6 separate regions of the Mus musculus genome follow, and all the other regions are linked to region 2. The links are chromatin contacts, called in public HiChIP or PLAC-seq and promoter capture Hi-C maps. All regions are on one chromosome and are shown on one strand. The core of a region is the stretch at or near the end of the contact, and the rest is flanking DNA. Distances in the headings are between cores, read along the strand shown.

Region 1 (5,144 bases), core at 2,207-4,706, 650 kb after region 2:
GATATCTTAAAGTTACTATTTTCCTCAAAAACTGCTTTTCATGATTCATAACTTTGATGGTACATAAGAACATTTAAAGCAGGCTAGATAATACTCATATTCTTTCTGATATAATGTTCCTATGAAGTAAAGGTACAGAAATGAATGGCATGTACTTTTAAGCAATGATTTTCTTAAGAAAAATAGAAATATTCATAAAGGGATAGAAATGGAGATTGATGGTGTAATGATTACTTAGTATGTACCAGGCACTGAGTTTGCTCCCCAGAAAGATATATGTATACACACACACACACACACACACACACACACAAACACCTTGTTTGTTGGGGAGATACCGGAAGAGAGATATCAGTTATAATTGCTAACAGTTTGAAAATATTTAAAGATTCACTTGAATTATTTTAATAGTGTGAAGTTTCGATGTGTGAACAAACTGTACAATTATCCTATCCATCATCTCAGATATTTATCATTTCTTCATATTAAATTCCATCAATTATCATTTTGAAATATGTAATCAATTTCTGCTAACTATGTAATTCTGCTCTGCTCTAGAAAGTTATTAATGACTCCACAATCCAATGATATACCTTGGAATTTTTGTCAAGAGACAAATAAGACAGGAAAATCACATCCTCTCACATTACCACTGCTGCTTTGCTAGCATAGCCCGCATTCTCTCTGGTCACAGTCATGGTGATGAGAGCATGCTGCATATCTCTCAGATCTCACATGGCATCAATTAGGAAATCTCTCCTATCTCAGGTTTTTGGGCTGATTTGTGATCATTCCATGCTGCCAATGGTCTACAATTTATGTCACTCTACTAGAACTCACACCATTCTCTACGATAGTCAGTACCACAGCAGGAAAGTTTGCCAGTTGTGGCTAAAATATTGCCCTGGGCACCAGGAAGTTTTCCAACCTTGACTTCAAGAGTGAGGGCTGGTGAGGAGAGATGCTTGTAGATAAGGACAGGTAAGGGCTACTTGATGTATGTAGATAATCTAACATTTCTCACTCCCAGAGAAAGGTTTGATGCTTCTATCTTTTTTCCTGAGGACTATCTGATTTGTACCAGTTTCACAATCTACTGCCCACTAACTGAGTTTAGACTTGTTGGAGTCTCAAATGTTCTTCCATAGAATCTGTTGCATATGGCTGTTTTCTTGCTTTATAAAAACACCACTTAAACTGCATCTTTCCTGAACATAAGCCTGGAATTCCAAAGTATCTTACTATCATAATTCTCTTGAATTTTGGAAGAAAAAAATTCATTAATTATAACTATGAATCTTGGAGTTTTACTATATTTGGGGACACTTTATATATTTAAAATTTTCTAAGAAATGTTTGGAATGGTCAGGTCTGGAAATATTTATCAAGACAAAGAGGTAAGCAACATATTCTAGAGGCTATCTTCTTGCCTGAGAAGCAAAGTAAATTCATACAATGTCACTTAGTTATGAGAACTAGGCAACAGAATTTCCTGGTACATGTGGAGCATGCAGGAAGGATTTGCTAACAAAAGGATGCTAAGGGATGTGTGCAGAGGGAGCTGAGGGTCATAGGGAGCTTGCCTGGCATGCTGGAGTTTCTACCGTTGATCTACATCACTGCAGAAACAAGACACACAAGCAAAAACCTTTAACAAATGAGCATATTTATCTGTATTAAGCACAGAAGAGCCAAGTCAGTGAGCCAGACTCCCACCACTGACAGGAGCCCAGGAGACTGCCTTTGCCTTTAGCTCATGTTCACCAGTGTAGATCTACTCCCAAGGTTAAACATTTTCATTTTATTGACATCCCACCCTTTTGTGATTATTAGGATATAGGAATAAATGGCAGGATGCTTTAGGTTACTTCCCTTCCGGTGGAAGAGCCGCATGGTTGGCATATAACCCATAGCATCCACGGCCATGGATCCCAGGGCATTAAACAGTAGATACTCCAGGTAAGATGGGAGACTCACTCCTAATCCATCTCCAATGGACAGAGGGTAGGTAGGACTGCAGAGGATTGGAAGAATCCAAGAACAGATATAAATCACTCAGTCTTACTCCTTGGACTGATCCCATCTCACTTTTGCCGGGCATTCTGTTGTTACTCTTCTTAGTTCAATGGATCTGACCCTATTATTGCCCATGATCGACTTTTAGTCACAATACTGAAGTATCCTGCAGAGAAGGTACAGAGCCTTTTGGCACAGTTGTCAGCGTACCTGAAAGTAATGCGAAGTTTTCTTATAATGTGAAGCTTGCCACTCATTCTTGGACTTTGTACAGAAGAATCTCAAACATGCACACAAGGAAGCTCCACACTGTGGAAAGACTAATGCCCCTGCCAAGGTAGGATTTCACTGGTAACGTGTGAACAAGCACACTCCGGTAATAAGTTTATCCTCTAAAGAGGCATTTATACTTTCTAGAGAGAATTGCCTTTAAAGATACATCTGAACCAGTCTTTAGATTTCTTGGAAAACCAGAAATTTCATGCCTCAGTCATGCTCTTTACTCAGAGACTCCTGTGATTATGTGACTCTCAGTGTGTGTGTCCTGTAAAAATTGCATTAGTAAATATCAGCCTAGTAATTCTTGGTGTTATGATTGTACAGCAAAGCAATTGACCTTCATGCATCCCACATTCAATAGTACAGAAGTACATGCAGATTAGCCATGGACAGTCCAGTTCCCTTTTATTCAAAAGGTCATACAAAACCAGAATCAGTATGTGCAAATATGTGAGATAATTATTCAGACTTTCCCTAGGACCTAAGACAGAAATAAGTAATATATAGCTTTTCTTGCAATAAAATTATGCATGGAACGACTAACTTGGTGACCTTCACATCCTTCATCCACTTTCATATTATTAAAACTCTGATCCCTACCTAATACAATTTAATCTCTTGAAATTATACATCATATGAAGCTCTAAGGATGGCTGAGCAAAAAAAAAAAATCACTTTTCTTTATATTACTATTCTGCTCAAATTTACTGTTAATTTAGTTTAGGTCTAATGTTTTAAAGCAGTTCTGAGTCAGGCTGTCTTCCTAACTAGAATAAATTCAAAGGCCTTTGAAGTAGTAAATATGAAGCTATATTTATGGGCAGAAAATGAAAGTGGGGCAGAGGCAGCCAAAGTTGCTGGCTGAGTGTTTTGTATTTAAACATGACTTGAACAATTGACTGATGTGAGGAGCTGAAATGCTGTTTTTGTGATGGGCTGAGACACAACTCTCCTTATAAAGTATTCTCCTAAGTTGGGTTTTCTGTGTTATATGCTTTTTCAATTCATTATGTAAGTCATTCTTAGGCAGGTTTAATTTAATACCATGATCTTTTGACGTTTGTGACCTTATGTTTTACATCAGTCTGTGTGTTGGGGATGAAGCATGGATATTGGCCAGAAGATTATCTGAGACAAGAGAGCTTCCTTTCCTCTGAGCTAAATAGATCTGTTTGACTGGCACACATGTGACTGATAACAGTAGTGGGGGACCCAGGGAGGGCATCTGACTTTATCTTTAAAGGGAATTTCCTCTTTTTAGAAAAATCTTTTTTGGTTTGTTTTTTAATGAAATTTTCTGTTAAGATTTGCTTATTTTATGTGTATGAATGTTGGTGCCTGCTCATGGAGTCAAAAGGCTTTAGTGCCCCTGGAGCTGGAGGTGTAGATATTGAGAGCCACCATTTGTGTTCTGGGAATCAAATCCAGTTTTTCTATAAAAAGATCAAGTACTCTTAACCACTGAGCTAACTCTACAGTCCAAGCTTGTATCCCTTTTGCTTCAACACACTAGACTGTGAATTTTAATCATATCGACAAATCACCTTCACCATAGCTTTATAAATATATTTTACTATAAACATCAGACTCCAACTGAGTTTTCACATAAAACTATCCCACAAACTGTATAAGCGCTATTATCTACAAAATTGAGCCAGGTCTTTGTTGTAAATTGATTCTAATGTTATTTGTGTTAATTTGGCTCCCAACATCGCACGGGGATGTGCAAATCTGCCTGTAAGATGCTGAGGGTCCCTGACCCTATTTGTCTCTATTGGTAAATAAAGTTGTCAGTGGCCAGTGGTGAGGCCCAGAGACAGAGGTGGGACTTCAGATTTCCTGAGTAAGGGACCATAAGAAGAAGGAGGTTTGGAGAACTGCCTTGCCAGAAAGAGAATAGGATGCTAGCATGAGAGCTATGGATGGCAGAGAACCAGCCATGTAGGAACCAGGGAAAAGCAGTCCCCAAGCTACTTCCTCAACTGTGTCTAAGGTAGTAGAGATGAAATATAGACTTTAGAAAGTAATAACTCTTGAATATTGGAGGGGAGAATGTGTTAGCCATGGAGAAATTTGGAAGTGGCCTAGTCTTTGACCTGCTTAGGGCATATTAAAAATAAGGCTCAAAAGATAGTGAGGCCTGTGAGGGCAAAGTTATGAGAAATCGTTGCAGTTGGAAGAATACACAGATGGGATGGAACAGCTGTGTATATATGTTGTAAAAGACAGAAACGATGGCATGAAAGATATAAAGCTGAAAATGCACAGTGAATTTAGCAATCACCATGTTCTCACATTTCTGCTTTGCAAAGTGTGCTCTTTTATTCTTTAGTTAAGATGTGTACTATTGTGCCATTGACATGGATATGTTTTTCCCCTCTCACCTTTTACATTTTCCCATGGCCTTAAATGTTTGTCTCTTCAATCTCCTGTTAACGTCATTTTCATATCAAAACCAAAATCAACATCCTAACCCTATTTTAGTTTATTAACAGGTATATTTCAGCTTCTTTTAAATCCTTAACCTTCTGTTCCATATCCACAACTGTTTTAATAAAAAGGACATTATTTAGAATTTGATGTAGTTTATTTGTTATGTAGTTTTGTTGTTGTTGTTGTTTCTCTTCAGGAGATTAGGTAGTTTCTTCTTTAGTCTGAAACATGGTTTCCTTTTTCAAATTTTACTCTCCCAGCTTCCATGGACACAATGATGGAAGTTTTTCAGCTCCTCTGTGCTGCCACCATTTAGGAAAAGCTATTACAGCTTTTATTGTATTTCACAGAAAAGATAAGGCTCTTAATATTGTCTGGATTGTTTCTGTAGTTTATAAAAAAGGTAGAAAATAGCA
Region 2 (5,186 bases), core at 396-2,895:
AAATACAAATTAGAACGACTTTGAAATTCCATCTTACAACTGTCAAATGGCTAAGATCAAAAACACATGTGACAAATTCTGCTGGGGAATGGATGTGGAGCAATGAAAACACACCTCCATTGCTGGTTGGGAGGGCAAACTAGTACAGGTTCTTTGGAAATCAATATAGTGGTTTCTCAAAAGACGGGGACTCAATCTACCTCAAGACCCAGCTATAGCACTCTTGGGCATATTCCCAAAGGATGCTACATATTATTACAAGGACATTTGTTCACCTATGTTCACAGCAGCTTTATTCATAATAGCCGGAAACTGGAAACAACCTACATTCCCTCAATCGAACAATGGATTTAAAGATAAAATAAGTGGTACATTATCACAATGGAGTATTACTCGGTTGTTTAAAAAAAAAAATGACATCATGAAATATACTGGCAAATTGATGGAACTCAAAAACCTCATCCTGAGTGAAGTAACCCAAACTCAGAAAGATGAACATGGTACATACTCACTTATAAGTGGATCTTAGCTGTAAAGTAAACATAATGCTACAATCCCCAGACCCAGAAAGACTAAGTAACAAGACAGGCTAAAGAGGGTATCTCTCTGGAAAGGGTCAGTGGAATAGAATCTGCAGGTGGATTGGGGGGGCAGACGGGGATTTTAAGTGTTGCAGCTCTGAAGGAAAATGCTTCCCCTACAGAAGTTTTGCTCCAGACGCCTGGAAAAATTTTGGTTTAAAATTGTTTTCAGGATTTACTAGTTAATGCTGTCAGTTTCTCCTCGCGTTTTGTTTTTTTGTTTTTTTTTTTCCCTACTGTTAATTTGGGCATTCTTGCATGAAGGATATGTCTTCATTAATTCCTGCCAAATGATGTTTTTAGTCACCTACTACTTGTTAAGTGTGAAGGATATTCAACAGGTGCGAATACCAAGTTGTTTAAGATCTTGGGTTTTTTTTTGTTTTTGTTTTTTGTTTTTTGTAAACTTTTATTTATTTACATTCCAAATGTTACCCCCCCTTCCAGGTAGCCCCTCCAAAAGTTCTTCATCCCATACCCCCTTCCCTTTGCCTCTGAGAGGTTGCTCCCCACACTACCCCGACCCATCTTACCCACCCAAGGTGTTGAAGATTTTAATCCTGAGTCTCAAGTTTGCAAATAAAAAATGTGGGAGCACATTTCCTCCTCTTATATCTGTGATCTTACTATCGAGCCATAGTTTACGATGTCAATAAGTCAAAAGATGCTGCGATTGTCTCAATAATAGAATTATTGGGGAGCAAAAGAGTATAATTTTGTAAAGAACACTAAAGGCAGGTAAGGAAAGAGCTGGGGGTCTACTTCCTTCACCGTCAAGGCTCAGGTGCTTCTGTTTGCAGAAAAGGCTTTGGAAAAGACTGAAGGTCAGAGTCCCAAAACCTTCCGGGACGCGGCGTTCTCCTATTTACGCGAAGATGAGCCTTACAATACTTGCACCTGATCAGGGATGAGCGCTCCAGGCCGACCAAAAGCACGCTCCGCCTGAGGGAACCCGACTGCCCCGCCCCTCCGCGGAGAGTGCGTTACTAGGCAACGCCGCGCGGCGTCACTTCCTGCCATTTAAACTCGGGCCCACCCTCGCGGCGCTGGCCGCTCGTGTGAATCCGCGCGCTCTGTGGTGCCGTGCGCGAGCCGCGCGGCTCCGGGGACTGGTGGACGCGGGGCGCGCCGTGGGCGGGGAGCGGAGTCCGCGCACCTCCTCTGCCGGTGGCGGAGCGGCTCCTCGCCAGAGGACAGCAGGGCCGCGGCGGTGATGGCGGCGGCGGAGCCCACGAGCTCTGCTCAGCCCACGCCGCAGGCCCAGGCTCAGCCGCCGCCGCATGGGGCGCCATCCTCGCAGCCGTCCGCGGCGCTCGCGGGGGGCAGCAGCCGGCACGAGAAGAGCCTGGGCTTGCTTACCACCAAATTCGTGTCGTTGCTGCAGGAGGCGCAGGACGGCGTCCTGGATCTCAAAGCGGTGAGCGGGGATGGGGAGGGCGAGGCCCGCCCGAGGGTGCTGGGTCCACCACCCCCACTGCGCCGAGACTCCGGACCCGGAGGGGCCGGGATGGATGCGGGGGCCCCACCGACCGGCCACCGCGCGGCCCTGGCCACAAAGGAGCACCCGGAGCGAGCGCCCAGGAATTCGCGCTCTGCTCTGGACTCGCTTAAGGACCGACCGCTCTGCAGAACTTCATTCCTGTTTTGAAGAACTTTCATGCCAGTTCTTCGGAATGAAAGAGGAAAAGAGAAAACTTTCCACACCTCCTCTAAAGTAGTAGTTTTTAGAAGGGGACATTCTTCATCGAGAATTAAGAATTGGGAAGTAAGATTGGATTTGTTGGCTTAATTTAGAATCTTTCTACTTTCTAGACCTGAGATTTGCGGTCACACAGAGAGGGGTCATTTTGTGCCGTTCAGACTAAGTGGTGAAATTACTTAGTAAGCTTTATCTGGTTTTATAAGGATGTTTGCTTCGTTCTTTGCTATGGTTCGGATTTTTTTCAAACAACAACGTCCATTTAAAGCAGTTCAGTCATAGTGATTTAACCGTTCCTGGCAAAACTTGGAAGGATTCCACAACGCAGGGAAAGGGGAACAGTATGGGATCGTGCGAATTAAAATTCAGCTAGTACAAGGAGGTTCAGAAAGAGCCAATACTTCAAAAATAAACAAAATTGCTAGTTTACAGTCACAGCGAATAGCCTCTTATGACTCCTCACAGCTCCTGGCTTGAAGCTATTACCATCCTCAAGACCGTGGGTGGCCAAGGCATAGGAAATAGGAGTCTTAACAGGAGAAGCCTGCCTTCCAGAACTCTGCTGAGTGTCCTGTCCTGGCCCAGTGGGAGGCGCTGGCTTGTTGGCACTTGGATTCCCCCCTTTTCCTGGGTGTAGATGCCAGTTAGTGTCGGTTCATATTTGGAAATGTTACTCCTGGGACCTTTTTCCACTTTTATTCCCCCCACCCTACCCTCACCTCTTCTTTCCCTCCTCTAATGGGCATCTACAGTACTCAAATTGTATTGAATTCAAATGGTACGGTTTCCAGTTTCACTGGCGTTAATGAGGTCAGCAGAGAAACACCTGATGCTACAAAACACCCATTGAAATCTGCTGTTTAAAGTTAAATTCACCTGTAGTGGATGACTACATTAAAAAATTCAGAGAATTTCGGGGCTTTCCGGGTAAACGTGGGATTTGATGGTTTGTCCTGAAATATGCTCAAACCTCGGAAAATGATTTCTAGATTTAGTTGTTTGACTTACTTAACATGTATGACAGCAGGTTCTGGCATTGAATAGCAGAAGTCTGATATTCAAAAGTCTTTCTGTTATCTGGATCTATCCTAAAGATTCAAAGACTTCTGTAGTAATAAATAATTACTTAAAATAATAAGTAATGACTTACAGAGACCTGTATACCTTTCTTTTGGCTAGGTAGAAAAACATTTTACTTATGCATACTTTTTATGTTTATGAATACATATAAAACCATATGTATAAAAATGGCTTACACTGAAGTATTTATCCCTCGTGATGCTTCTTATAGTACATCATCGTGAGATATTAAGATATTCTAATAATACATGTTAAAAGATAGTCCTATTTACAATAAATTTCTAAGTGGAAATTTTAAAACGTGCACTTTATTTTTATAATAGAATCCTTCATTTTTGTGAAAATCATAAATATAGAAATATATTTTTTTCATTAAATACCCTGAGTGGTCATTAAATATTCACGACTGTAGAGGATAAGCCTAATATTCCCATCCAAATGTGTGCCCGACACACTAAACTTAGGTAAGTCCTGGCTTAGGTCTGCTAAGTGAGATCGGACATTTGAAACTGGACTGTTACTTTCTATGCTGTATTGCCTTTAAGAACTAGTAAGTTCTTGAAAATAAACTTAAGTTTTTATATATCTGTTTGTTATGGATCTCTTTTGTGTAAAGAAAAAAAAATGCATAATTTTACACCCTTAGAGTAAACTAACATGTTAGGTGATGGGCATCCATCTGGAAAGGAGAGAGAGCACTGGTGGCAGATTCTGTAGAAACAGATTAAACTAGTTTTTATTTTTCTGTAGCTTAATCACTGAACTGTTAAGGAGTGTGAGTGTCTGTTGCTCTGAAAATTCCTGTTCTGTACACTTTACAGGTGAGTTGCTATGTTTCATTGGCCATTCTAATGCCATCTTGAACTTTGCAGGGACAGTGTGGCTTGTGTATGTTGTGTTATTATTATTTAAGTTACAGATTATCTGAATGACACCTAAGTATTCTCTCCCAGAACTAGACACATACATAACAAATGACCTAAATGATAACCACTTAGAAGAGACATGATTCGGCCTTAGGCTTTTAGACGGTAACAAGGTTTTGGAGGTAATTGGCATGAGGAAGGATGTCTGGAGCTCTGCAGGCCACCATTGTTTGCCTTGGGATTCGCAGGCCAGCCCTCGCTCCTGTGGAATTGAAAGTGGGCTCCGGAACAGGTATTTGTGCAATCTGTGGTCCTGTCAGTGTTATTCAAATAGTCAGAAGGTGGGCAACTCAGATATCTTTCAGTGGGTAATCAAATGAGGTTCAGTGAGTGACTGTTCTGTTTTTTAGAAAGAAAATTCTGACATGTACAGCAGAAATGACCCTTGTGCATGCTACACCTAATAAACAGACAAATGCTATAGGATTCTTTTGTAAACGTTTCGTGTATGAGTGTGTGTCTGCACTTCATTTGTCTGTGGAGGCTGCAGAGGCCATAAGATGGCATCAGATGCCCTGGATTGGAGTTACAGCTGGTTGAGAGCCACCATGTGTATACTGGGAATTGAATCTAGGTCCTCTGGAAGAGCAGCTAGTACTCTTAACCTGCTGATCCACCTCTTCATTCCCTACTGTGTAATTCTTACTTGAAGTATTTAAGAGTACTCGGCTTCTTAGAGACAAAGCAGGAGAGTGTCTGCCAGAAGATAAGGCCATATAGAATGAAAATTGATTAATGGGTTATAGGCTGAATTGTGCTCATTTCTTGGTGCTCTCCCAACCCCCACTCATTAAAGTGGAACTGCATTTGAAGGAAGGTCCTTAAAAAGAAGTCTGAGTTAAATGAGAGTATCAGGATGTGCCCTTATTACATCTGATTGGTGTCCCTATGGCAGCAAAT
Region 3 (4,677 bases), core at 2,025-4,524, 620 kb after region 2:
TCATAACCTGTGATCAATGGTCCACTACTTCTCTTTTAACTAGAAACCTAGTGTTCCCTAAGTGACCTTTCATAAGAGTGTCTGAGATGGGGAAACTACTTTCAAACTCCTTTTCAGACATCACCCCTTGCAATTTTACATGTCATCTTGCCGCCATCACTGCTAAGTAGCTTCTCTCTGCTCATTGATGTGCACCCTCACAGAATTAGACGTTCCTTAAAAATGTGCAGGGCCTGAGCAGAATGTACTGAGTGACTCATAGCTATGTCATCTATAAAATAAACATGGAACTAATTAAATATACAGTGAAAGCATATGCAATATGGAATAGCCAAGGCCTTAAGTAAAAAAAAAAAAAAAAAAAAAAAAAAAACAAAAAACGTAAAAATCCAATAACCTAACAAAGTAGGTCAAGGAGATGCTGTTATTTCCTCTTTGTAAGTAGGTCAAGGAGATGCTGTTATTTCTCCTTTCTGCATTGGTCTTTCTGTGCCACTTTCTCCCAAGCCTTCCTTCTCCTCCTCTTTCTTTCCCCCTCTTTCTTTCATTTGTTCACTGAGCAGAAATAGTATTTAAGGAGACTGACTTGAAGTAGCCCTTAATTAGCCTTACCTTCTGGAGCAAACAGGATCAACAAGAGTGTCAATTAAATGCAGGGTGAGGGTAGATTAAAATATCCGTGCTATGTTATTTTTCTCATAACACTTTAAGAATAAACTTCTAAAAGATTCATTGAAAATCTGATGAGGTAAGGAGTTCACTGAGACTCAGATTTCTCAGCACACATTCACTGTGCTCAGTCATGCTTATTATCTATGGCTTTGCAGAGGATCCACATTTGTGTAATTCTTCCATTTCCATCCTCTACTTTGTCTGGCATTCAGTAGGTTCTTCACAGACATTTGTTTTCACTATTGCAGGAAAGTTAATCATAGTAGATAACTGGAAATGTAAAGGGATGTATTCAGTCATTTACCATTTTCTCTTTCAATTATACAGCAAGTCAAACAAGTGTGAATATATGAGTCCTGGGAAAATGAATCATTTCCAAGAATTTATTAGAGCAAGAAACTTTTGTAGGTCAGAGAGCTCTAACAAGTCCTGATAATTAATGTAGTGGACCTTTGGTTTCTTCATGAATGGATTCATTTTCTTTTTAAACAAGGAGAATTAAAGATGTAGATTTAGGAGTATAGTTCAGTAATAAAGTACTTGTCTAGTATGTATAAGGCACTGGATTCAATATTCAATGGCAGACTGCTTGCTTAATATCTACAAAATACTAGATACAATTACAAGTATCATCAAAAAATCTATCAATCATTAAATAAATAATAACTGACAAAATTAAAAGTCCAGAATAAAACTCAGTCATACAGAAAATAGCAGTTATTTTATCACCATGTTTATTTGTTTTTGTGACTAGATTTTCTATTACATTGTACAGTGCTTGAGAGCTGGAATGTAGCTTACATACCTTTAAAATCAAAGATGAGTCAATGTTTAACCTTCTGCAGAGGAGAGGCAATGTCCAATCAACCATGGTGAAGGCCTTTAATCCCAGCAATCAGGAGGCAAAGGCAGGTGGATCTCTATGAGTTTAAAGCCAGCCTGGTCTACAGACTGAGTTCTAGGACAGCCAAAGCTCATTAAACAGAGCAACCCTATCTTGAAAACCCAACCAATCAACCAAGTAAACAAACAAACAAATAAACAAGAAACATCAACATGACCACAACTATAGTCCGGTTAAATACTAGTCTCTCTCTAGCACAATTCTTAGGAAAACACTATTCGTGGAAAAGAAGGGATGAGTGACTGTGTAAGCAATGCGAATAGATCTCAGCATTGCCCAACTTCTACACTGTCAACATTCACACTGTGATCTGGAATAAGAGAATTTTGCCCACTTTCAGTTTTGATCGACCTAGAGCTGGAAATCCTTCTCCCCCACCCCACCGGGGGAAAAATCAGTTAAGAGATATAAATGAAGGGCATATAAACTGGAAAGAAGAAAATTGAATTGTCAATGTTCTAAGAAGATAGATCATCATCATATGGCCTGAGCGGGTCCAGTCTCTGGCTCAACATCTGTGAAAGTTTCAGAGAAGAACACAAAGAAATAAGCAGTAGATATTCTAACACTTTAGCTTCTATAGGCTGACCTAAAGGGAGATGTGACATGGTTCTTGCTACAGGAAATTGCTGGGAGACACTATGTGTCCCAAGTTTGAATCCTCAGCCCCCCCTTTTTTTTCCTCTTAAGCTTAGAAATATATTTTAATAGTTTTAGATGAGTTAAATAACCTGAGTTTCTGCTGTTGTTTCTATAGCAAAACTGTAACGTATCAGTTACTGGCTGGTAGGTGGGAGCACTCTTGTCCTCTGTGAGCAGTAGAGGAGATGGGAATCATTCAGCCAGAAAGCAGCAGCAAACAAGAGTTGGGGAAAATGAAGGAAAGAACCTGAGAGAACTTAGGAATCCAATTGTAGTAGATAAATTGGAGGTGAAATGCTACACACAGAAATGGTGCCGCCTCATAGAAGTGATGTGTTTCAAACTTAAAAGTTTAGAAAAACTCATGCCAGGGCAATGCTCTGCTTTAGTCTTTTTGCCAGTGAGTTTAGCCATAGCACTTCAGAAAGGATGGATGCAAAAGATGAACAGAAACTGAGCACTGGAGAGAAAAGAAGCTGGGGCTCAACCTATTCCATGCTGTCCTAAACAGCACTTTGAAACCAGTCACGACTGAAAAAAAATCTCATCATCTGTTTGCAGTATCGAAAACTATGGCATCTGGTATTATGGATGTCAGCAGACCAAATTAGACTTAAGACAAAACAAATTTAATCTGTATTTTCAAATTCAACGTGAAATTCTGTTGATAAATCGTACATTCAACTTTTCCCTTCAAATAAAAGAACAAATGCTTTACTTTAAATCTCAACAGATTTATTATGAAAAGAGTTACCGATGTAGAAGTCAAAAATGAAATAGAGAAATAAAGTAAGGGTCTTGATAGAAGAGGTTTGAGAATGCCAGCACTCATGGAAATGCAGAGAGGAATTTGAGAGATCCATGGGGGCTTGGAGGAAAGACCTAGCAGTGGAGGACGCTCCAGGAAAGTGTCTCTGGAACAACTGAAAAAGAGATGGTCTCATGGGACCATGCTGTTAAAAAGTGGTTTTATGAAATTGGAGAAAAAGGAGGCAGAGTACACGGGGAGGAGAAGTGAAACTAGAGACAACTGCAGAGCAGGTTGTCGCCGAGTGGGGTCCGTTCATGGGGACTGAGCACAGGCCTCAGTGCTACCCACAGAATGCAAGCATGATGGTCGTTTCTGATGAACTGGGGGACGGCTGAGGCTGGGGGCAAGGAGGTGTGCAGCAGTCTGGGGCTTGGGCTTATCCTGCTCCTGAATGCACTGCTCAGCAGCAAGGTCTTCCTCACTCTGAGCAACAACTGGATATTGGAGATGGATCTCAGTGAAATTCCAGTATTTATGGAGCTTCAGAAAGCAGACCAATGACTCATCGCAGCATTTGCATGCAAAGCTGTTTGGACAAAGGCATATACAGCAGTTTGCAATGACATTTTAGTGGATAAATGTGGGAAAGAAGGCCAAATGGAGTGGTGTGAGCAAGGCAGAGAGGCCGAACTATAGATAGAGAGGCGTTGTAATGGGTGTGAGAGTGCAGCTATCATGCATGGGGGAGCATGTTGTTGCCACTGAATGGGGCTGGCAGGATGGTGCGGAAACCTGGAACTCACACGTTCTGCTTCCGAATGGTCTGTCCAGCAGTACTCTGCCTCCGAGCAACAAACAAGATATCCAATATGAAGTATGGTCATTAAGCCTGTTGGAAAAAGTTCCATGGTTCATTGTACCGTTGGAGTCAAGTTAGTTTCCAGTGTCTGTGGTGCAGCCAGGGGTCGCGCTGGTTTCCATGATCCATACTCCTGAGGGTGGACATGGTGATGAGGTCTGTGCTGCTGCTGGAAGCAGTAGCAGTGTCTATTGCTGCCACCAGAGGCCATGTTGATGACCATGATTGGGACTGCTGCAGGAGACTATGTTGAAGTCTAGGTTTCCTGCTGCCATCAGAGGCTGTGTGGGTGTATGTGGTCCATGCTGTCTCCTGCTGCTATGGGCAAAGAAATTTCTTTTGTAGCGCCATGATATTGATGACCCATAACAGAGAAGGATAGACATTGAAGGCTTCTGCAGCAACCTCTCCTCCCAAACAAACAAACAAACAAAAATATGAAAAATGAAACAGTCCAGACAGGAAACCATTGAAGTGAGTCATTAAAAAATGTGATAAAGATGATGAAGTATAGCTCTTTCTTCACAGTTGATGGTTTCTGGCAGTGGAGTGGGGAAGGATTCAGTTATTTTCAAAGGGCTGGCCACTGGGAACTTGACAATGCTCCCGTGAGTATATAGGCAACATAAAATTGACTTTCTGGGTTTGTTTGTTTGCTATCATGGGGGGGAGGATGTAGCACAAGGGTGGACCTGGAAAGAATAGGAAGCAAACATGGTATGGGTGGATTTTATGAAACTCCTAAATAATTAATAAAACTATTATGTTTAGAAAAAGAGTACTAGAACAGAGCACAATTTATTTTTTTTTCTAGAATACAAATAAAGAATTCCTCAGTTGAAGAACCTG
Region 4 (4,893 bases), core at 715-3,214, 690 kb after region 2:
TAGTGTCACAGGAAGCAGGTGAGAACAGCTTTTCTCTAGTCGAGGTTTACCTTTAATAGGCGAACAAGCCTGCGTTCTGATACTTATTGAAGGACCGTCTAGAGACTTACTTTACTTCAACTATCAAAGTCAGTTTCAACAAGTGATCCACAAACTGCTACTAAAACTGAAGTATTAATTTTACACAGGTTAATTCGGTCCAAAACCGTTACAAGGTTTTTTATATTGGAGTAATTTCAGCATAAACACCATAGTTTTTCAAATACAATGATTCATGGCATTTGTTATTGCATTTGGGTGACTTTCTTTGCCTTCTATTTTGAGCAATGCAGCAGGACCTAATTTCTAAAGAGAATATTTCAGGTAGCCCCAAAGGTGACACTCATCCTATCTAAATGTGGAGGTTGAAACTGACACCTGCTCCTTGCATATCATGCACTTGCTGGTACAGCCGCACTGCTGACTGAAGCATGTATCCTCAAATGGGTTGTGGGCAACCTTTATTTAGGTATTGATCAGGAGTGCAATCTGGAATCACCACTACAAACAACAAAGCCGTAGCAAAAAGCTACTTTGGGATGTACTTGAGAAGCATAGAAGCTATCTATGGCAACTAACTAGAATGCATTTTTGTTTTAATTCCCTGTGAACTTTGAGGCATACACATACTTACTTCTTTCAATAGATTATTAGAAAACTGAGACTCAAACAGGAAATTCAGCTTTAACACATTGTTATTTGTAATTTGATATTTAACTTTAAAAGGTTTTTATTTTGTGTGATAATTTTACCTTCTAGCTGCTCTCTCTCCCTTATACCTTTTCTGCTTTCCTATTTGACTCAAGTGAAATATATAAAATACTTCAAAAACATTTACAATGGAAAAACAAACAAACAAACAACTAAATAAGGGTTGCTATATCTAATCATTTAAGTAGTTATTTCTGAAATAGAAATAAAATAACTTTTATCAATTAATATGAGAAATATGATGACTCTATATCATTGGAACGATTGTGTATAGTATTTCTTCAAACAAGTCCAGTAGTTAGTACTAAAAGCACCATTTCATAAAACACTGAAAGGAAAATAAAATAAAAATAAACAAGACCATGGAAAGCAGAGCAAGGAAGACAATAATTTAGGAATTCAGTTTTGAAGTAATACTGTTTTATTCAATTAATACACAATAATTTGGATTTGAAATAATTTCTGTTAGGGTTTGTGTCTCAAATCTTCCCTACAGGTTTTTGTGCTGAATGTCTGATCTTCAGCTCTAAAAGCTAATTTTGGAAACTTTGAAACCTTTAGAAGGTACTATCTATAAATAACTTGTGGGCTCTTTAAGTACAGCTCTGTTTTCTGTTCTGCTATGATCTGGAGTCTCTAACCAACAACTGACCACTGCAGCTGAGTAGATCCACAGTGCCTCCCATTTTGGACAATAAGAAGCATTATCATATGTATTACGACGAGAAGATGACTGTATTTTCCCTGAGCTTGATCTCTGATCTTGGTATTATGTTACACACACATAGGAGTCTTCAAGTATAAACGTATCTCACCCTATCTACACCATCGGAAAGAGGAATTGCAGACAGACTTTTAAAATAATGACAAAGGTTATAACAAGATACATCATGGAAGCATGGAAACTTGAAAAAGAGTGAAAGAGTAACTAGGAAGATAAGAGCTCTTAGGGCAACTAGGAAGATAAGAGCTCTTAGGGCACATAATGAATCAAGACAAAATCCAAGTGTGTAGGAGACTGGTGAAAGATGATATTAGGATTCAGAAGAAACTTGTTTTTATCTTACTTGAAAATATAAGCATGATTTGTAACACTACGGAGCAAAAATATATTGGGTCTTACTATGCTTATTAGGAAATAATCTGGGAGTTCTTCAGGCTAAATATACAAACCAGCTGAAGGACACCATGTTGACATTTGATTGCAATACCATACACTACCAGAAGATGGCGGAATATGTTCAAAGCTTATGAAATGTGTGGCTCTCCCAGAGTTCACTGCAATGCTGATATTTCTAATCATTTAAGCTGTCAAGATAATATGTTTAGTAAAGAAAAACTTGAAACGATGATGTGATTGGTTGGTTTATTTTATAGTCTCTGTGAAGTAGGGAAAGGACTCAAGCAGGTCACTTTTTCAGACTCGTCGTTAGTTATTTAGCTTTCTCATTCAAGGCCAGACTACCTATCAGGGAATGGTGACAGCCAAAGAGGGTGAAGTCCTTCTACAGCAATGTGCAGTCAGAACAATGCTTCAAAGATATGCTCACTGGAAAATATAGATAGTTCATCAATTGAGATAATTTCTAAGTTGTATCAAGTTGACAACTGAAGCAAGTTAGGGCCTACTTGTGTTTATTTTGAAAGCCATTTCAAAGTTTGTTGACACTGAAGGAACTATAAATGATCATTAGTTGGTAGAACAATAAAATTAGCTATCACTCATTATGCATTGTTTGTGTGCCAAGAACTTTATTTTTTTAGATGAATATCTTTTTTAACAATGCTGTCATAATACCATTAAATTCTTTTGTAAGATAAAATTTCAAAGCCCCAAACTAATGATTTCCCAAGCCTCTGCACACACTATTAAGAATCTATAAGATTCAAATCACATTGCTTTCAATATATCTTGCCAAAATATTTTAAAGTAATTTTGGGATTTTTATCTGCTGTTTTACCCTCTTCTTCATACACAGTCCCTTCATACAATTCAGTGCAGTTGCAACTTTTGTGAAAGACAGAATTCTAACATGAGACTTAGGGGAAGAATATATAAAGAATATATAAACTATCTTACCAAAAGGCCAGTGCTTATGCATAGATCCAGAAGCTGGATGATCTATCTATCTATCTATCTATCTATCTATCTATCTATCTATCTATCTATCTATCTATCTATCTATCTATCTACATCACAATCACTGCCTTTCCATTCTCCCTTCATGAAGTCCCTCTCCCCATCCCCACTCCTCTAAGAGGGTGGGAACTACCTGGGTATCCTCCCACACTGACACATCAAGTTTCCCCAGGGTTAGACTAGGCACATCCTCTCCACTGAGACCAGATAAGGCACCCTGATGGGGAACTGTTTCCTTAGTCAGGCAACAGATTTGGGGACCACACCTGCTCCAGTTGTTGGGGGACCCACATGAAGACTGAGCTGCACATCTCCTACATATGTGTCTGGGGCCTCTGTCTAGCCAGTGTATGCTCTTTAGGTGGTGGCTCAGTCTCTGTGAGTTCCCAAGGGTCCAGTTTAGTTGGCTTCATTAGTATTCCTGTATAGATCCTATTTCCTTTAGGGTCTTCCGTCTTTCCCCCAACTCTTCCCTAAGAGTCCCCAACCTCTGCTCAATGTTTACCTGTGGGTCATTACATCTGTTTCAGTCAGCTCTTAGGTAGAATCTCTTAGAGGACAGTTATGCTAGGCACCTATCTGCTAGCATAGCAGAGCATCATTAAGAGTGTCAGGGTTTGGTGCTTGCCCATGGTGTGGGTCTTAAGTTGGTCCAATTATTGGTGGGTCATTCCCTCATTCTCTGTTCCATCTTTGCTCCTGCATTTCTTGTAGTCAGGATAAATTTTGGGTTTAAAGTTTTGTGGACTGGTATCTTTTTACCTCCACTTCCTATCCCCTCTTGGACACACAATCCTTCCCCCTGTTCTTCCAAAAGAGTCCTCAAGCTCCATCCACTCTTTGGCTGTGGGTGTCTGTATCTGTCTGAGTCAGCAGTTGAGTGGAGTCTCTCACAGGACAACATGCTCACATTTGCAAGCATAACTGAGTATCATTAAGAGTGTCAGGGATTGCTGCTTGCCTATGGGATGGGTCTCAAACTGGGCTGGTTATTAGTTGGCCATTCACTAAGTTACTGGTCCCTCTCCCCTGCCTGCATTTCTTGTAATCGGGATAAATTTTGGTTTGAAAGTTTTGTGTGTAGGTTGGTGTCTTTATTGCTCAACTGGGGGTCCTATCTGGCTATAGGAGATGGCCTCTTCAGGTTTTATATCCCCAATGTTGGGATTCACCCCCATTGATTCTTGAGTACCTTCCTTATCTCAGGTCTCTGTCTTGCCTGGGAAATGTCTCCCACCTCCTCACCCCTGTCAGTTGCAGATTTTCAATTACTTTCATGGCCATCTATCCATCCTTTCTGTCTTTCCCTACACCTGATCCTGAATGCCTTCATTACTCTCCCTAACCCTCTACCCTCCCTCCATCTGCCACATATGACTATTCCCTCTTCTAAGTGAGATTCAAGCATCCTGGATTGTGCCTTCCTTCTTATTTATCTTCTTTGAGTCTGTGCAGCATAGCATGGTACCTATATTGAAGGCTGATATCCACTTATGAGTACATATCATACATTTTATGACTAGAATACCTCACTCAGGATGATATTCTTAAGTTCTATTCCTTTAACAGCAAAATTGATAATATGTTTGCTTTTAGTAGCTGAATAATATTCTCCTGAAAGTATAACGTAAAAACAAAATTCTAGGCCTTTAGGCCCAGGCTTAGGAATGTGACCTCTGTGACTCATTGCTCTAAGGTATGCTAATCATAAAACAGATAGTGACATTCCTCCACCCACCTGCTTCCTGGGTTCAAAGAGTGTTCATTCAAAGAAAGTCACCCTGACCATTGCTGGAACCCACTATGCAAATGTGCTATTGTTAGGGGTTCTTAGAAGCTGTCTTGAGAGATGACCTGCACAATTACCAGGTATTCCTTGTGACTCTTGTGACTTTGCAGTTCCTTGGGACTCTTAACTGTTATCTTTGGTATTTTCCAACAACACCATCCCCACTACCTTGAGTTGTGGTTTCTTCCTTTAAATACCCACTTACCCAGCTACT
Region 5 (5,157 bases), core at 1,877-4,376, 550 kb after region 2:
TTCAGAAGCTACTGAGTTGAGAAAATCATGTATATCATTTGATGTATCTTTCCTGTCCTCAGTTTCCCTTCATGACTTCACATTCCTGCCACCTGGATTGCTCCATAGACCTCAGGTGAACCATACATCATCACCAGCTCTCAGATTTTTTTTTTCAATCTATCCAGGAGTACAAATTCCTCCATGTCCTCCTGAGACCTTAAGACCTCTGTGGACAGTCACCTCTTTTGTGAAGTCTTGTACTTGTTACAGCCTGCTTGTCCCTCCAAGTCTGGCATGATCATAATGCAGTCCACCTGAGAAGGTTAACTCTGTGACTTGAATATGTGCATAAATTACATAAGCCTGTAGTCTCTGTCACAGAGTAGAGGTCTGTGAAAACCCAAACTATCTTATTTAATCTTTGTTTGATGCTCAACAAAATAAATGGAATTTCTTGAATATCATAGAGTTGAGTCTCCTTCAGTGACCTTCTCTAATGTGGAGCCTATAAACAAAGCTTGTCTGCAGACATTTTACAAATTCAGACAACTGATTATCTGTTAGGTAAATTGTAGTTTTGAGAAACATCTTAATTTGTTCCCCTTCAGTGTGTTTGGGGAAGTAAAGTTCAGAGGTCAGTGTGCAAGTAAAGTTCAGAGCTCAGTTTTGGATAATGTGCCTCAGTACATGAGATCCAACTAGTATTTTTGTCACAAGGATTCTCATTGGACTAAGGAATACTGGTGGGGTTAGGCAGATGTGCCAATGATCTCCAGGTATTCCTGTGTCTCTGCCTGGCCACTGGTGGGCTTACAAGTGTGCACCACCATGCCTGGATTATTACCTGGGTGGTGATAGTGACATTCCTTTCTTCACATTCCAGCAGCAAGAACTGTGTAGTCAAATTGGTATCCCTAGCCCCAAATCCTAATCCTTGACCTGTTTTTCATCAGTGCCTTCCAATGTGTGGGGCCAGGATTCAACTCCAGTGAAATTGAGACATTAATGAAATAAAGTAAGTGATTTAATAGTTCTCTATGTATGCTTTAGTACTTAACTGGCTCAAGCTAATAACAACATATTTCAGGAATAAGATACTACCACTCATCTATTATGTTTTCCTAAATCATTTTTATCTACACTGAGTTATGATCAATGTAGCGGTCTTTCAGCATGAGAGGAACCCAGACTTATGCAGAGTGAGTGAGTCTCTGTCAGGAAGCACTCAGGCAGGAAAACAACAACATGACCTTGAATGCGTCAGAAGCAAAAAACGTCTTGGCACACAGAGGAAATGGAGGCAGAACAACAGGACAGCCAGTAAGCAGCAGTTTTGTAGTTAAAGTTAATTACCTTCCTGTACTCAAAAGTAACCATGGTTGCTCTGAAACTAAGCGAGCACTGTTCAGTTATCTGAGTACTAACTCAATGGTGAAGATAAAATTGACTACATATAGGCCAGAGTTCTTTTTAACAGTTGATCTGCCAGTGACTTTGAGAATCTGAGAGGAGAGTTGAAATCTTTATGAATGGAATTTATTCATTTTCTGGGAAAACCTCGCTCCCATGATACACCATGGTCCTGGCATACCATATTCCTGGCACACCGCACTCCAAACTGCTGAAGCTCCCTTGATGATATCCGTGGGAAAGCCATTGTTTGCATAAGCTGTGATGTTTCAAAATCACTTGGGATAGTGACCTACTTCCTACAACTCTGATGTTCACATAAATATTTTGTATCAAAGATATCAAAGCTTTCAATTCTAAACCTTCTGGGAGTTTTATCTAAGCTTTCAAAAACACATATAAGTGGGAAACTATGTATTATATTTTTATAAATTCACAGATACTCAACTTCCTAATAAGATGAAGAATGAACAAATGAGTTTTTAATGTGGAAGAAATTAGGTTTGTTTTCTAGATATTAAACCTGGAATCTCTTATCTCACTAGCTGTCAGTTTAAATCTATATGTATAGATTTCTAACTACACAGTCACAATAGAATGCTCATGAGGTCATACAATAGGTGTGAATTATTCCTATTGTTTCCCTTATTAGATCTAAAGGAATAGAAATATTTTTGAAAAATACTCCATTTCAAAAGACTTACTTATTATATTTACATTAAATGAATAAGGAAAGAAAAAAGGGGAAAGAATAAAAGGGAAAAAGTATAAGAGGGGGAATTGAAGAAAGAAGGGAGAGAAGGTAGGAGGGAGGGAGGGCAGTCTTGGGAAACATAGATTTAGCAAAAATCATTAGCAGGTCTGAGAATTCAAGTGAACAGAGTTGTTGTTGTTTTTTTGTTTTGTTTTGTTTTGTTTTTTGTTTGTTTTTTTGAAGTGGAAGGGTTTATTGTCTGCTCTTGTGCTGGTCTGGGGCTGTTAAGCAGGAGCTGGGGTCCAGTTCTTCACACAGCATTGTAGGTCCTATTGTGGATGAAAGGAGGGAGCATCAGGCAAGCTCTGTCTCCAGGGATGCAGTGGCTGATGTCATTGTAGTTGTATCTAGAAGCCAGGGAGGTCGAAGGGTCGGAGCACAAAACCCACAGAGTTCTCAGGTGTGGTCATATTGGTACTAGCCTCAGAACAGGGCATGTTGTAGAAGCCCACTGTGACCAGGCCACCAAATCCTTATTTTCAATGTTTGTATTGTGAACAGAGTATTAATAGCAAGGAATAGTTTAAAGCTATTAGTATTTTACCTCCTAACAGGTTGGCAGATCTACAAAGTCTTAAACTGGTGAATTGTTCTGATTATTCCTCTTTTTAGAAGTAGAAATATTTCTTAACTTTTTCCTTTCTTTTTAAATTAAAAGTAGATTCTTTTCATACAATATATCCTAGCCAATTTCCTCTCTCTCTACCCTTTCTAGCTCCCCACCACTTCCCTTCTCTCTGAGATCCACTTCCCCTTCATTTCCTCTTTAACAAAGAGCAGACCTCCAAGAGGTGACAGCCAAGCAGAACAAAACAAGATGCAATAAGAGAAGAGGAGCTACTAGCAGTGGGAGTGAGTATATCTCTGATTCTTTGCTTGCTCCTGGAACTCTATTCCTCCTATTGGGTTGCCTTGTTCAGCCTCAAAAAGAGGGCTTGGCTCTTGCCTTGTCTCCTTTCTTAACTTTTAAGTAATTGCATTTATAACAAAATCTATTGACCATATCCCTATGAAGCAAAGGGAGTGTTTCAGCCTAATTGTAACATGGCCAGATTTAAAGAGCTTCTAAAAGAAAAATCAGATTCTAATACATGTAGTTGATTTCTCCTGAGGCTAAAATAGGGACAAACTTGGACTTTTTAATGTATTTTTTCATTCCCATGTCTTTGAAATTCGTTGAAAGCTTTAAACCTCTGTAGCTGCCAAAAGTCTCCAAGGGCAGGCTACTCTTACTCTGTTTCTTTTGGGACATTGATCTTATTTTACTTGCTTAGCACCAAGCCAAGTTCATGCTTTATCACAGCTGCTCCAGTCTGGTAGATGAGGTGAGAGTGAGGGAGTAGAGAGCATGCAGGCCCTATGTCATGGTTACTGTTCTATTGCTGTCCATAACCATTAAGTCACATTAAGGAGAATGGAAACAGGCAGGCCTGCATGGTCCTGACATGTGGCTGAGCACTTAACATCGGATCCAGAAGCACAGGCAGAGAGCATTAACTGGGAATGGCCCGGCCTTTTGAAACTTAAATCTCACTCCCAGTGACACACCTCCTCCGACAAGGCTCACCTCCTAAAACTTCCTAAACAGTTTTCTTACACACGTTCTCGCGACCGGCCAGGAAGAACGCAGCAAACCGGAATCTTCTGCGGCAAAGCTTTATTGCTTACATCTTCAGGAGCAAGAGAGCAAGAGAGCAAGAGCAAGAGTTCTATTGCTTACATCTTTAGGAGCCAGAGCGCAAGAGAGCAAGAGCCAGAGCAAGAGAGCAAGCAAGAAAGCAAGAAAAAGAACAAGAACAAGAAAGCAAGAGCAAGAAAAAGCAAGAACAAGAGAGCAAGAGAGAGAAAGAATGGCAAAACCCCGTCCCTTTTAAGGAGAATTATCCTCCACCTAGGACGTATTACTCGCTGATTGGCTGCAGTCCATCGGCCCAGTTGTCATCACGAGAAAGGCAGAACACATGGCGGGAAAACTGCCCCTGCACGTGTGCAGATTATGTTTACTACTTAGAACACAGCTGTCAGCGCCATCTTGTAATGGCAAATGTGAGGGCGGCTTCCCACACAGTTTCACCAACTGGGGACCATGTATGCAAATATATGTTGTCATTCAAACCCCTGCAGCCTTGGAACAGGCAGGCTGGCTTGCAGAAGGCAGGCTGAGTGTGCTGCTGGTGTCACAGACAAGCCTCCCAGACAAGAGTCCTTTCTGTCATTTACTGTTCAGTATCGCTGTCATAGATTTCATTTCAAGGTGTCATTCACTTGGTTGTAGAAGTATTGATGTTCATCGGCTTTACAGGATTACCTAATATGCCTGTCACTCAACCAAGCAATTTCCGGTCAACCCAGGAAGCAGAGAGAACATATTGCACATTCACTCTCAGAGTTCTGTGCAATAACAACTGGCTTCTTGAATGTGTGCTAAACTTTGGATTCTTGTGGTAATTTTAAAATTGATTTTTACATTTCCCTTATGATTGGAACTGTCTGTGTCCCCTCCCTCCTTTAGGCCACATAGAGAATTTCATAGTCATTTGGCTTCAGGTGTCTATTCTACCTGCCAAGTAAAGGTGCATATATAAATGACCTTCAAATGAGTTAGTATCTACTATTGAAGGCACATACTTTGTCTGAGATATTGATTGGTAATTTTGACAGAGAGAGCTCTTCTTATGCACAGATACCTAGGGTATAGATTTGATAATGGAAAACAAGTTTTATCTCTCTTACCACACCTGACTGTCAGAGGTCTAAAAACCACTTGGTTGTCTTTAAGCACATTCACGTCTGAAGAAATGAAGGAAATAAAAATATCTATAGTTATGTGGACATACAATTTTATAGGCTAAAAGTTTATTTTTTAGAGTTCATTGAAATCATTGAGGATTAACTATTGAGATTTATGTTAGAAAGCAATGACAAACTCAATTCAGAGCTCAGACAAATGCATGAGATTTGCAAATTTTTCTTTCCTTCTATGACATCACTAGGACAGAGAAAGAGACTTC
Region 6 (4,922 bases), core at 2,089-4,588, 600 kb after region 2:
CCAGCCCTCAAAACTATATAAGGCTTGAATCACCCCAAGTAAAGTTGCTCTGCCTCCTAGCAGTTGGTCCTCGTGTCTTCATTTACAGCATGCGTCCACAGGGCTTCTGAATCCCAGTCTGTTGTCTCTGTTCCCTTTGCCCTCAGGAACTGATATCCCCAGGGACAGGGAGGGTCACAACCAACCTGCCACCTACAAACCCACCATCCGCTATTCTTTTTGTTAACCTTTATTTATTTATTAGATATTTTCTTTATATACATTACAAATGCTATCCTGAAAGTTCCCTATACCCTCCCTCCACCCTGCTACCCTACCCACCCACTCCCACTTCTTGGCCCTGGCATTCCCCTGTATGGGGCATATAAAGTTTGCAATACCAAAGGGCCTCTCTTCCCAGTGATGGCCGACTAGGCCATCTTCTGCTACATATGCAGCTAGAGACAGGAGCTCTGGGGGTACTGGTTAGTTCTATTGTTGTTCCACCTATATGGTTGCAGACCCCTTCAGGTCCTTGGGTGCTTTCTCTAGCTTCTCCATAGGGGGTCCTGCGTTCCATCTTATAGATGACTGTGACCATCCACTTCTGTATTTGCCAGTCACTGGCATAGCCTCATACGAGACAGCTATAACAGGGTCCCTTCAGCAAAATCTTTCTGGCATATGCAATAGTGTCTGGGTTTGGTGGCTGATTATGGGATGTATCCCTGGGTGGGGTATTCTCTGGATAGTCCATCCTTTCGTTTTAGCTCCAAACTTTGTCTCTATAACTCCTTTAATGGGTATTTTGTTCCATATTCTAAGGAGGAATGAAGTATCTACCCACCATCCGCTATTCTTATGCTTTCAACACATTTGATTCTCCTCCACTCACTGTCTTCCATCTTTTTGCTTCTATTAAAGTTTCTTTTTAAAGATTTCATTTATTTTATGTATATTAGTACACTGTAGCTGTCTTCAGACACACCAGAAGAGGGCATCGGATCTCATTACAGGTGGTTGTGAGCCACCATGTGGTTGCTGGGATTTGAACTCAGGACCTCTGGAAGAGCAGTCAGTGCTCTTAACTGCTGAGCCATCTCTCCAGCCTGCTTCTATTAGTTTAAATATTCTAGGTGAATCAAGTCACTAAACTGCAGTCCCTCTCTAAGAAATGTCTCATTCTCTATTTTAATAGATCATATAGGCCAAGTACCTTATCAAGCTGCTTAAGTGACTTTGTGTGAGATTGGTTATGCCTGATTAGTTATGCAGCTTGACATTGGAATAGCCTGGAAAGATGAAGGCCACCTTTCTGTGTACCCCTATATTAGGCCCCCATGTTGGCTCTAAGTTCAAAGAGTTCATAGGGCAGAGTGAAACCTACCTCCTCTGATCTCATTATGGTTTAAATTGCCACCTTTAGAAAGGCATTTGTTTACTCCACCAATTGAAAATATTGAATAGTCCAGACAAGGCTCACTTCTCTCTGCTGCTTTCCTGAGTCTCACTTCATTCAATAGTACTATAGACACTGTTTTGTGACTTTGTAGGCCAGTTTCTATGCATTATAGACATATGGGTACATACTTTAAAATATAGTTTTATATATTTAAGAAAAACTCAATAAAAATTTTAGTCAGTGTCATTTTTGTCATCTTAAAAAATTATTTTTAATTAAAATAGAATTCTATCAGATTTCTTCTCCTTTTCTTCTCCCCAGCCTCTCCTATGCCCTCCACTCTTAAATTATTATTATCATTACTTATGTACATGAATATGTACACAATATATTACTATAACCTTCTGAGTTTGTTTTTGTTTTATATGTATATAAGTTTCAGGGTTACCATATTCTATTGGGAAACCTTTTTACCTAAGCTAATATTTCCTAAAGTATTTTCCAATTTCCAAATATGGATTGCTACTTCATCTAACTGGTGCCATTTGCTACTTGTTTCCTCATTTAACTGGTACAGCCATTTCACTTGATTGTTCCAAACTATACTTATCAGGTGTTTGCTTAGCAATTTTCATTTCTCCCAGTAATGCCAAAGTAAAGATTGCATTGAGCATCTTTGACAGTATTTTCCTACTGCATATAATTATTCTAATAAAAATTGCTAAGTCTCCTCAGAAACATTCTTAACCAACTTGCATATTTTTTGTTTTCGGTCTGCAGTGTAGCACTTGATCTCCATTTGTGTTCATTTTGCCTTCCTAGTGAGAGATTTAAAAGGGAAAGCATATCTCATGCTTATTTTAATATATATTTGTATGTTGTTGATACAGATAGACTATTGGCAATTTTCCCTACTGTTTGCTGTGCCTGTTTTTCTGTCTCAATTTTTCTATTATCTTTTGTCAGGACGTTCTATATATTCTAAACATTATACCATCCCTATTACTGTCATCCTCAGTCCTAACACTGGCTAAGTAGTCACCCAAAGTGACACAGAAGAGTAGACACCATTCAAATTCATGGTTTTATTTTACCAATGAAGGAATACCAGTGAGCAGTGAGAAAGGGGTGAGAGTTAGACACTCTGCTGACCACATGGCCTCAGGATCAAACAGCACCTTGTCTAGGTGCCAGTTTTTGATAACCTTTCCAAATGGCTAAGTCAACAGCATCTTTCTAATCAATCAATCAATCAATCAATCAATCAATCAGTAAAATGGAGGACTAGAAAACTCTCACTCAGCTGTTTTAATTTTGAGAACTCATTTTCTGTTCTCTAGTTCCATATTTAGTTCTATAGAAGCCACACACTGGCCTGTAGACCTTTCATTTGGGTTAAACAGAAAGTGGGTCAGATTTTAGATTCTTCTTTGACCTGGGTGTTCTGATTTCGTTTTTTTGCCTGGAAATCTGCAGACACCCTGAAAGTTTGTGCCCTGCCGGAAGCTTCTGAAGTTAGAAACATCCATTATGTCATTGTCAATGCACATTTATCCCCACTGGGCCCTCTCAATTCTCTACTTCCTGTGCTTTGCATGTGTCCAGCATCTGGTCCCTTGAGACAACATTTATTGCTCTATATTGTTGTCACCTTGCCACATGTTTTGTGCATAGCAGTCTTTAATAGCTGTTAATTCTAAAAAGTAGTTTTTCTCCTGGAAGGAGGGCAGAAGAGGTGTTTGGGAAAGGCAAAGCCCTGCAAGTGATCCCTGCTTTTGAATAATGAGTGTGACTTGATGACATTTTGCCTTGAAGATCAGCTTGAAGGAAGTTGTCGCATGTCAGTCCAGCTTAGCCTGGAATGATGCCTAACTCATGCAGTAGGAACAGAACAGTCACCAAGGCTAAGCTGCATATCCAGCTGTCTTGTGGTAAAAGAAACAAACTGATTCTCAATCTGCCTGATGCTCTCAACTAGAACTGAAACTGAAGCTATCTACATTGACATGCAAGTTAGTAGACGTCATTAAGAATGAAGAAATTACTTCTGTTGATATTCTCACTTTCATTTTTAGAAACTGTCCGACAGCGCTGGCTTCAGGAATAAAGATCCCATAAGACATCTGTGCTAAGTTGTGTAAGTGAGAGGCTTAGGGAAGAAGATCACAGAGCATTTGGAAAGAAACTCCTAGGTGTTGTCTGTGTGAGCAAGAATATTAAATGAATTAATTAATACTAATTAATGAACTTTGGCTAATTAAACGTACGGACTTACTTTAAGGAATTTAATGTGTGCCTTCTTACCAATGCCATGGAACACAGGGGTCACCAGCACTGAAGAGAGCCACACAGTCTAGGATGTTGACCTCTTAGTGATGACCAACTTGCTCTATTCTTCTGCAACACATTCATTTTCTGATCCTAACCAAAATATTCTTGACAAATGCAAAACAAAAGTGCTAATTTCTCAAAATCCAGAATGGAAGAACAAAAAGATAATACATCCTACCTGTTTTTGTCCACACTTGACATATGTTCACATACTTGAATACACAGGTATTTGAGTCAAACTGCACAAGTACCTTCACTCAGTATACATGCACACATGGACACATACTTGAATATACGGGTATTTGAGTCAAATTGCAAACATGTTTTTTAAAACTAGGAAAACCCTCATGAATACACAAAAACTAGGAATAGATATGACACTAAAAACTGAATGCAAATTGAAGACTGGTATGGATTCAATTGGAAGCACTTGTTAAATAAACATTTTCCTTCTCTCCACTATATGCTAAGAAATGTTTCCATTTACAAGCATAAAGGGTGAATTACAAGTACTAATTCTTCACAAATCAGGGTCAAGAATATAGTAATATAGCTGAATTTCAGACAATCATGTTTTCTCAGACATCTTGAAAATGATTACTGGGGAAACTACCAGATTTATTTATATATAATGAAAATAAATTAATAGCTGAGTCATAATTCCTGTCTGTTAACAGAATACTACACTTGAAATTCTACTAATATTAGGTAATAATTCAGAGAAATGAGTTTTTATTACATTTCCTATTAGGTCAACCAAAACCAGGCTTGTTTTTAAGACTGCAAGGGGAGAAGTGTGAGTTAGCAGCCTGGGTTCCCAGCACCCAGTGGTATTCCATATGTGTAGCAGTTTTAAATCACACTTCTCCCATGGCCATGAGATAACATGCCAAGGATTTTTACTAGTTCTTTCTGGCAGTTTGTAAAATTTTTCAAAACCAACTTTGTTTTTGTCAGGATTTGAAATGATGAAGTTACTAGAAAGATCCAAGTTCATTATTCGTTCATCACAAAGATTACCTTACACTTAGTTATAAAGGAAAATTTCACTTTCTCATTTTGTTTGACAGGAAAAAGCAGACTCTATTGTATCTGCCCTAGTATGAGAGGACAGCAGGGAGGCTGATGTGGCCTTATGTATTTGGTTCACTAGCTATCTGCATCCTCTTGTCTTCCTATTACGACTTGTAATTTTGGAAGCCCTATTGCC

What was found. Promoter capture Hi-C pulls out the DNA fragments that hold promoters and counts their contacts. HiChIP or PLAC-seq counts read pairs in DNA pulled down with a chosen protein or histone mark.
Region 1: a promoter capture Hi-C map of the HPC-7 cell line shows a contact between it and region 2, with 4 times the contacts expected there. The contact joins the enhancer-like site here to the promoter of E2f5 in region 2. A contact is called at or near these places in 10 of 39 promoter capture datasets (the 3T3-L1 cell line, the C10 cell line, the HPC-7 cell line and 5 more), 1 of 15 datasets of contacts at CTCF or cohesin (large pre-B cells), 1 of 484 Hi-C or Micro-C datasets (B cells), 4 of 115 datasets of contacts at active chromatin or transcription factors (astrocytes, bone marrow-derived macrophages, embryonic basal ganglia and 1 more) and 1 of 9 other capture datasets (embryonic stem cells).
Region 3: a contact with region 2 is called in a promoter capture Hi-C map of pre-B cells. The contact joins the enhancer-like site here to the promoter of E2f5 in region 2. A contact is called at or near these places in 15 of 39 promoter capture datasets (the 3T3-L1 cell line, 3T3-L1-derived adipocytes, the C10 cell line and 10 more), 1 of 15 datasets of contacts at CTCF or cohesin (large pre-B cells), 3 of 484 Hi-C or Micro-C datasets (pre-B cells and rod photoreceptor), 4 of 115 datasets of contacts at active chromatin or transcription factors (astrocytes, embryonic stem cells, large pre-B cells and 1 more) and 1 of 9 other capture datasets (liver).
Region 4: an H3K4me3 HiChIP or PLAC-seq map of bone marrow-derived macrophages shows a contact between it and region 2, with 7 times the contacts expected there. The contact joins the enhancer-like site here to the promoter of E2f5 in region 2. A contact is called at or near these places in 3 of 39 promoter capture datasets (the C10 cell line, cranial neural crest and pre-B cells) and 4 of 115 datasets of contacts at active chromatin or transcription factors (the 230-238 cell line, bone marrow-derived macrophages, large pre-B cells and 1 more).
Region 5: a promoter capture Hi-C map of pre-B cells shows a contact between it and region 2, with 4 times the contacts expected there. The contact joins the enhancer-like site here to the promoter of E2f5 in region 2. A contact is called at or near these places in 7 of 39 promoter capture datasets (the C10 cell line, the HPC-7 cell line, cranial neural crest and 3 more).
Region 6: a contact with region 2 is called in a promoter capture Hi-C map of pre-B cells. The contact joins the enhancer-like site here to the promoter of E2f5 in region 2. A contact is called at or near these places in 6 of 39 promoter capture datasets (the C10 cell line, cranial neural crest, frontonasal cranial neural crest and 3 more) and 2 of 115 datasets of contacts at active chromatin or transcription factors (embryonic stem cells and large pre-B cells).

What each region holds. Positions count from the first base shown.
Region 1 is chr3:15,221,180-15,226,323 of GRCm38.p6, forward strand. No RefSeq gene overlaps it. Among named protein-coding and RNA genes, the nearest start is that of Gm33819, 66 kb to the left of the region's middle. Within about 2 kb of position 3,457, at least 4 of the 459 cell types and tissues checked have an H3K27ac peak or open chromatin away from gene starts, as enhancers often do. A contact at or near this core is called in the HPC-7 cell line, where this site is marked.
Region 2 is chr3:14,577,026-14,582,211 of GRCm38.p6, forward strand. E2f5 (E2F transcription factor 5) reads left to right here and starts at 1,646. Exons shown (of 8, transcript NM_007892.2): 1 at 1,646-1,998. The coding sequence starts at 1,795.
Region 3 is chr3:15,199,692-15,204,368 of GRCm38.p6, forward strand. No RefSeq gene overlaps it. Among named protein-coding and RNA genes, the nearest start is that of Gm33819, 45 kb to the left of the region's middle. Within about 2 kb of position 3,275, at least 21 of the 459 cell types and tissues checked have an H3K27ac peak or open chromatin away from gene starts, as enhancers often do. A contact at or near this core is called in pre-B cells and pro-B cells, where this site is marked.
Region 4 is chr3:15,262,682-15,267,574 of GRCm38.p6, forward strand. No RefSeq gene overlaps it. Among named protein-coding and RNA genes, the nearest start is that of Gm9733, 67 kb to the right of the region's middle. Within about 2 kb of position 1,965, at least 2 of the 459 cell types and tissues checked have an H3K27ac peak or open chromatin away from gene starts, as enhancers often do. A contact at or near this core is called in bone marrow-derived macrophages, where this site is marked.
Region 5 is chr3:15,125,660-15,130,816 of GRCm38.p6, forward strand. No RefSeq gene overlaps it. Among named protein-coding and RNA genes, the nearest start is that of Gm33819, 29 kb to the right of the region's middle. Within about 2 kb of position 3,127, at least 14 of the 459 cell types and tissues checked have an H3K27ac peak or open chromatin away from gene starts, as enhancers often do. A contact at or near this core is called in the HPC-7 cell line and pre-B cells, where this site is marked.
Region 6 is chr3:15,176,268-15,181,189 of GRCm38.p6, forward strand. No RefSeq gene overlaps it. Among named protein-coding and RNA genes, the nearest start is that of Gm33819, 21 kb to the left of the region's middle. Within about 2 kb of position 3,339, at least 21 of the 459 cell types and tissues checked have an H3K27ac peak or open chromatin away from gene starts, as enhancers often do. A contact at or near this core is called in pre-B cells, where this site is marked.